Linked DNA regions of Triticum aestivum: region 2 is linked to region 1. A link is a contact called in public Hi-C data. All regions are on one chromosome and are shown on one strand. The core of a region is the stretch at or near the end of the contact, and the rest is flanking DNA. Distances in the headings are between cores, read along the strand shown. Region 1 holds the start of LOC100049049 (folate synthesis bifunctional protein, mitochondrial). Region 2 holds the start of LOC123052073.

Region 1 (3,579 bases), core at 395-2,894:
TTATTGTTTAGTTCAAATGTAGCAACATTTCCTTCTGCACAGAGAACCAATACTTAACTCGTCTAATGGGATTGGAAATGTGGTTACTCATTCCATCGCTAATGTTGTAATAGTGTGAAGGATAGTGATGTTATGTATGATTCAGTTCATTCCTGAGTGTTGGAATTGGCCGCTAAAGATTTTGTAAACAATTATTAATTTTATATATAGTACGGTTTCCAAATAATACCAAACTTGTCTTGCTAATGTCGTAATAGTGTGAAGGATAGTGATATTATGCATGATTTTGTTCATTCCTGCATGCTGGAATTGGTCATTAAAGATTTTGTAAACATTGATAGTTTTATATAGGACGTTTCAGAATCATACTTAACTTGTCTTACTTCCAAATTGGAAAATAATACTGTACTTAACTTGTCTGTACCATCAACGATTTCGAAGTTGACTTTGCAAATAAGTAGTCATGTCTAACAAGGTATCCCCATTATTCTGTAACCAAATGTCCATCAAAACTAGTTTGATTCTGGAACCAAATGAAATATTAATAGGACCAAGAGCTGGGTTTGTTGGCAATCACACAAACAAATTTTATTTTATTTTTGGACGAGCAGCTGTCTGCAACCTCGCACAAAACCAGGCATAAAAGAACAAATGAACTGAAGTTTTCAGAAACTCTCTGTTGAAGTCAGACATCTAGGTGGATAAAACCAAGAAATCGAGAACTTGCCACAAATTTAGCATCACCACTAGGAAAATATTATAATTTAGGATATAACTTCTGAAAACTCTGCTTCTTCTTTCTTTCTTATTTTTGCGGATGAAAACTCTGCTATTTGTTCATCCCAAACTGCAAGGGCCCTAAAATTTCCACCAAGAAAGGACCAAAGAGCAGCAGCAGGAAGAAACGAAGAGCTAAACAAACATCTTTTCCTGGGTTGGTTAACTGACACACCAACGAAGGGAAATGTTTATGGGATGCCAATGAACAAAGCAGAGCTCCAAATTGACCAAAAGAATAAAGCAAGGAAGGGTCGAATGAGACCGTTGGGTCCATGAATCTCCAGCTTTCCCTCCTGAGCCCAAACGCAGCCTCTCGGCATAATGGTTTCCTGCTCTCATCTAAACCTAAAATTTCAGGAATCCAGGAAATGGGTACCAAAAGCAGCCTATCTGCACTGAAGTGAACCGACCAAAGCAAGGGGGGAAGGAGGAACCAAGAACACAGATTTTCCCCATCCGTTGCTACTCAGTCAAGCTAAGAAATGCATTGTTTCTTGGTTTTCCGAAGTAAAATCAAACCAAAAGAACAGAGAAATGGCTACCAGAAGTAATAATACGACTCGCTTACCATCGTTTGAGTCGGTGTTGGCATGAGCTCCCAGTGAGGCGGCGGCCAAGAACAGCAGCGCCGCTCCAATGGCCGCAGCTCCTCCTCTCCTCCCCCTCATCTTGGTCGTGGCCGTGGTCGTGGCTGCTGCGTTGGTCACTGCAGCACCCGTCTGCAGGCAGGCAGAGGCTCTGGGAACACAGCAGCACCGCTGCAACGCCCAATAACTTATGCTCCGGAAAAGGTATATCATCACCTTTTCTTTTTTCTCAGTGCTGACATGTCCTTCTTTTCCCCAGTGGATTGTGTATTTGTCAGCAAGCTAGAATCAGGGAGGAGGGGAAGGGGCTTTAAGAAGTGCACTTCGCACGCTCAGAAACCCCTCGGAAAAGGCAAAAACTAATTATCCCTTCACGAGCAGTGTCACTTTTTGCAGCGTCGTTCTGGGACTGAGGCAAGATTTCTGCACAGGCCCGTTGTGTCCATTTTCTTTTTGCGAAAATGACTTGAATCGATTATAAAGGTTTACAAAAAGTACAAAGCATCCTAAATATAATAAAAACTACATTAAGATCCCTAGACCACGAGACGACCACTACTATAGCGGGACGAGCCGATGCCGCACCATCGTCGTCGCTCCCCTATCGAAACCTGACTGGCCTTGTCGATGACAGTCGAGAAGTCGTCATGCATGTGCCTTGAGAGACCAGCATCCCGGAGCCGCAGTTATCGTCGGTGAACCTTTGAATCGATCCGAAGCACTTGACACCAGAATTCCGCGAGAAGCCCTAACCTCGTCGTTCCAAGGAGACGGCAAAAATCTACGCCAAAGCTCCGTCGATTCCGTTCCGCCGGACGAATTCGAGGTTGATCGGAGCCTGGAAGACCTACTCGACGATGAAGCGCCGCCATCCGTCGAGCGTCGCCTCCACAAGGATCACTTACGCCTCCCAACAATACAAAGCACCACCAGAACGAGGAGTGAGTTGGGAGAATTTATTCCAAGCCGTCGACGTCGCCGTCGTCTGGCCGCCGCCAACTAGAGAAAAAAAAACTACAACTATTCCTGCCTCCATCATAGGCCTGAACACTTAGATCCAGAGTTCCCCCGTCCTCCCGTGGTCACATCGCCGACGGTGGCTAGGGGAACCCATGGTTGCGCCGGAGGTTGAAGGAGGGGAATTACCACCGCCTTCTAATCGCCTCCTGTAGGAAACCAAGAAAATTGTTCAAGCGGTTGTATTAGTTTGATATAATGATTAGATGAAAATATCATTTATCAAAAAAGAAATAAGAAGATGTTTGATGTGTCTTTCTATAGCTTTGGCCTTCTTTTCCTTTTGAGAATAGGCAAAGATTCTGCACAAAAGATAAAAAGAATACACAAAGCTTATATATCTTTCATTGATATAGAGAGCTCTAGCCTTTCCAACGAAATGAAATCTATTGCGTACATATAAAATTTTGGGTAAGTTGAAATAGTGAAAACAAGAGTGAGTCATTGTATTCGCATACCAAAAGTGCACCAATGCCACAAAAAGATCGGGGGCAAAGTGAGTGTGATTCAGAAGTTTTATATTCTTGCGTGTCCTTGCGGGAGAAAGTGTATGTATGCGCAATGACACGTTGAAGAGGTGAGTGGAAGATGTTGCGGTCACTTCTTTTGTGGTGTTGTGCGTCGTGGCTCCCATGCCATGCGGCCGGGAACGTTGCCGTCCGTGCGGTCGCTTTTGCTGATTGGCAATCAATTATACTCCTACTGATACTGCCGGCGCTCGCGCGCATGCGTGCGCGGTGTGTACGCTCTTCAGTCTTGAGCACTCCTTCATTTTTTGACCAGTTCCAGCATGGCCACAGCCAATTCCCTGTTGTTCTCCTTGGAAAGAGGGCCAAAGGGATCCAAAGATGCTTCAGGAACAGGCACTAATTTTGATGCAGTAAGTTTATCGAGTTATTTATAACGCGGAAACTTCACATGAAATTAAATAATTCATTCATTTTCTTTTCTTTTGCAGGGGATGGAATGGAACCTCTGTTTGCTCTGACTTTTCCTTAAAAGTAGGCGCATGTTGTTCTCAGCGTGATTGCACCATGCCATGATGATGGAGCATGATTAAGCAGCATCCTTCTTGAACATCGCTTTTCTTCCTTTTCAACATTTTTTTATCCTCGCCTTTCTTTTACATGATATATATTCTCCTTTTCTGCCCAAGTGTGTAGCGTCTAGTGCTATCCGGTTAGGCGAATAATTG
Region 2 (3,579 bases), core at 365-2,864, 200 kb after region 1:
CCTTTAGGGTCGCTGAGGTTAGTGTACTCACGAACCTCACGTCCAGACATGGCTGAGAGCTCGGCTGGCCCTATTTATATTTAGATCCAACATTAGGTACAATTTTTCGAACCAAGAAGGCTAAAAGTTTGAACAGAGTTTTTCGAAAAAACAAGAATTGGTATAGGAAAAACAATAAAGAACCCTTCAAAGAGAAATGGTATGACTCAACTGGGTCAACCAATTGGTAATTTCACTCAAAAAATGAATTGGTAGTTGAGCTCTTACTGTCTCAAACTACCGTCCAAACACAAATGGTGTTAACTTGGCATGGCCGGCAGTTTCTAAATTAGTAATCCTGTGACTTTGTTGTCAGAAAGTACTTTTTCCATAAGACAACTTGACATCTCAATACATGGCAATTGAATGTGATATACTGTACAACATTTGCAATCTGGACACGTGCTCTAACAACTACTTAAGATGGACCCAATATCCAATATCCGATCCATCCCCTATGCTCATTCTCTGAGCTCTTACAGTAAAGCACATTGAAATGAGCATAGGAGATGGATCCAATATTCACTCCTGATACAGTGATTTCAGCTCATAAAAAGCAGAATAATTTGGCAGGAGATAATATATGCAAGTGTTTGAGGATGTTTGTTGCAGCTGTGGGCGAGCCCGGGACATGTGATCAAGATGCAGTTTCAGGTGTGGCTGATATGACAGATGCAATGCAAGGTGCAGACAGGACATAATTAGTACTGCAGCAAAATCAGCATCAAGGTTGATGAAGAAATCCCCAAATTGAAGCAGTCATCCAGAGGCAGACTTGATGTGAGACTTGGGGTTTGAGCGGTACGCTAAACTCAAAATTCGTCCGATAAGTAAATGGGCCGACAATTTGAGTAGTCCTATCCTAAAGAAATACGGTGCTCTGCCCTCTCGGTCATCAATCAGATACAGGAAAGGAGAAATAACTAGCAGCTCAATCAGATCTGAGGCTTGCTCTTCCCTAGCTCTAGCCTCTAGGTCATCAATCTGTTAACTAAGCATGTGATACTACTGCCACCAATGTAGCACAATCATTTTCTTCAGACCTTTTTTGTTTCAAATAACTTGCTTCTACTTGCTGGGTGCCACCCTGCCAACTCCCAATGATGCCAAGCAGGGCACTCCAATTTAATAACCAATTGTAATGCGAGAGCTGGAGGAGCCAATACGCAATATACTCAACCCTAGTTAGCTGCTAAGGCAAATTGGGTCGGTAGATAATACATGAGATAATGAGAGGACGAAATAACAGAGTCAATACGCAATATATACGCAATAACAGGCTACTCTTAAGTCTTAACCCTAGGTTGGGCAGGGGCAGTGGACGCGCGCGCATCCACCCGCCTGGGATGGTGGGCAGAGGGAAAGGAGGGCGACGGCCGACGGAGAAACCGAGGAAGGCGAGGCCTACCTCAATCTGATGCGGTGCGTCGGAGAGAGGTGGGCGTTGCGGCGGCGGAGGAGTCCAACTTGCGGCGGACCGGGCAGAGCGTGTCGCCGTGTCGCTCGGGAGGAAGAGGGACGCCGCTGACCGCTTGGCACGGAGGGAGAGGGAGGTGAGGAAAATAAAAGATGGTCTTAGAAAAAGAGTAATTACTACTTCCAAACGGATCGAACCCAACAGCCAGAAAATGGTTAGGTTGGAAATCGGCCCCCAACTCTGATCGTTTCCTCTGGACGGCCCAGGCCCATTAGCGCTCGGCCATTCCTACGTTTCTTTTCTTCCCTCAAGGGGTTATACGATATTGTAGAAGTAGGCCAACACTTCCATTGGCCTGTCCACTACTGTTGGACTGAATCGTAGTGACTGCTTCCAACACTTGATTGAGGTTGTAAGCCAAAGGAGCAAAACTCCCCTCTCGTTAGGGTTTTATCTCCTCTCGTCGTCGTCGATGACGTAGAGATCTCCGTTACCTCCTCCGTTGTAACCCCGGTCTTCCTCTCGGGCTGAACTTGGGGAAACCTCAGGTTGCTACCCGGCCTTGGTGGGAGTCTAGGAGATCGGCAGAGGTAGGGTTTCCGATCTGGTGCGAGGGATCCATGGCAACTTCAGGCAAATCCGCGGCGTCGGGCAGCAGCAGCAAGGGGAAGGGAAAGCTAGAGGACATGATGAAGGAACTAGCCCTCGCATGGGGTGTAACCTCTCTATTCCCGCTGCAATTCTCTACTTATACATGGTGTTAACACTATATATTATTATCCAATGATATGCGGTTATCCTATGATATTTGAGTAGATCTGTTTTGTCCTATGGGTTGATTGATGTTCATGATTGGTTTGAGGTTGTATATTTCATTTTGGTGTTGTCTTATGGTGCCCTCCGTGTCGCGCAAACTTGAGGGATCCCCACTGTAGGGTGTTGCAATACGTTCATGATTCACTTATGATGGGTGGCGTGAGTGACAGAAGCACAGACTCGAGTAAGGGGGTTGTTGCGTATGGGATAAAGAGGACTTGATACTTAATGGTATGGTTGGGTTTTACCTTAATGATCTTTGTAGTTGCGGATGCTTGCTAGATTTCCAATCATAAGTGCATATGATCCAAGTACGGAAAGTATGTTTGCTCATGCATCTCCCCGATATAAAAATTGAAATGATGATTACCGGTTTAGTTATCGATCAACTAGGGACAAATAACTTTCTTGTGTGACAAAAGCTTTCTACTAAACTACTAAATTTATTATCTTGCAATTTATTCGTAGTTTTATTCTCGCAAAGTATTTCTACTTTTATTCTTGTTCTAGGTAAAGCAAACATTAAGTGTGCGTAGAGTTGTATCGATGGTCGATAGAACTTGAGGAAATATTTGTTCTACCTTTAGCTCCTCGTTGGGTTCGATACTCTTATTTATAAAAAAAAGTCTACAAACGATCTCCTATACTTGTGGGTTATCATGGCGCGCCCTCTAGAGGCGCCGTGTGAGCTCATGGCTCTCCCGTAGATCTTCTGGCCTCCTCCCGAAGGATATAGGGTTCCTTGTGGTCCAGAAAAAATCACTGTAAAGATTCATCGTGTTTGGACTTCGTTTGGTACTGATTTTCTGAAAAACCAAAAAATAAGCAAAAAAAGCAACAATTAGCACTGGGCACGGAGTTAATAGGCTAGTCCCCAAAAATGATGTAAAATTACATATAAGTATCTAAGATTGATAATATAATAGCATGAAAAAATCAAGAATTATAGATACGTGATACGTCTCCAACGTATCTATAATTTTTGCTTGTTCCATGTTGTTATATTATCAATCTTGGATGTTTTACAATCATTTTATAGCAACTTTATATCATTTTTTTGGGACTAATCTGTTGACATAGTGCCCAGTGCCAGTTGCTATTGTTTACTTGTTTTTTACTTCGCAGAAAATCAATACCAAATGGAGTCTAAACATAGCGAAACTTTTTGGAGAATTTTTATGGACGAGAAGAAACAACATGGGCCAAAGAAGTACCAGAGGGGTGCCCTGAGGGGGGCACAAACCACCTGGGCGCGCCTGGGGGCCCAGGCGCGCCCTGGTTGGTTGTGCCCACCTCGGTGGCCTCCC

Evidence for each region. Hi-C and Micro-C count contacts between places; a contact is called where the count stands out from the background.
Region 2: a Hi-C map of leaf shows a contact between it and region 1, with 5 times the contacts expected there. The contact joins the promoter of LOC123052073 here to the promoter of LOC100049049 in region 1. A contact is called at or near these places in 2 of 5 Hi-C or Micro-C datasets (both in leaf).

The regions. Positions count from the first base shown.
Region 1 is chr2D:120,196,563-120,200,141 of IWGSC CS RefSeq v2.1, forward strand. It overlaps LOC100049049 (folate synthesis bifunctional protein, mitochondrial), which reads right to left and starts at 1,645. Exons shown (of 17, transcript XM_044475138.1): 1 at 1,349-1,645. The coding sequence starts at 1,580.
Region 2 is chr2D:120,398,432-120,402,010 of IWGSC CS RefSeq v2.1, forward strand. It overlaps LOC123052073, which reads right to left and starts at 1,615. Exons shown (of 7, transcript XM_044475143.1): 1 at 1,448-1,615; 2 at 2-70. The coding sequence starts at 50.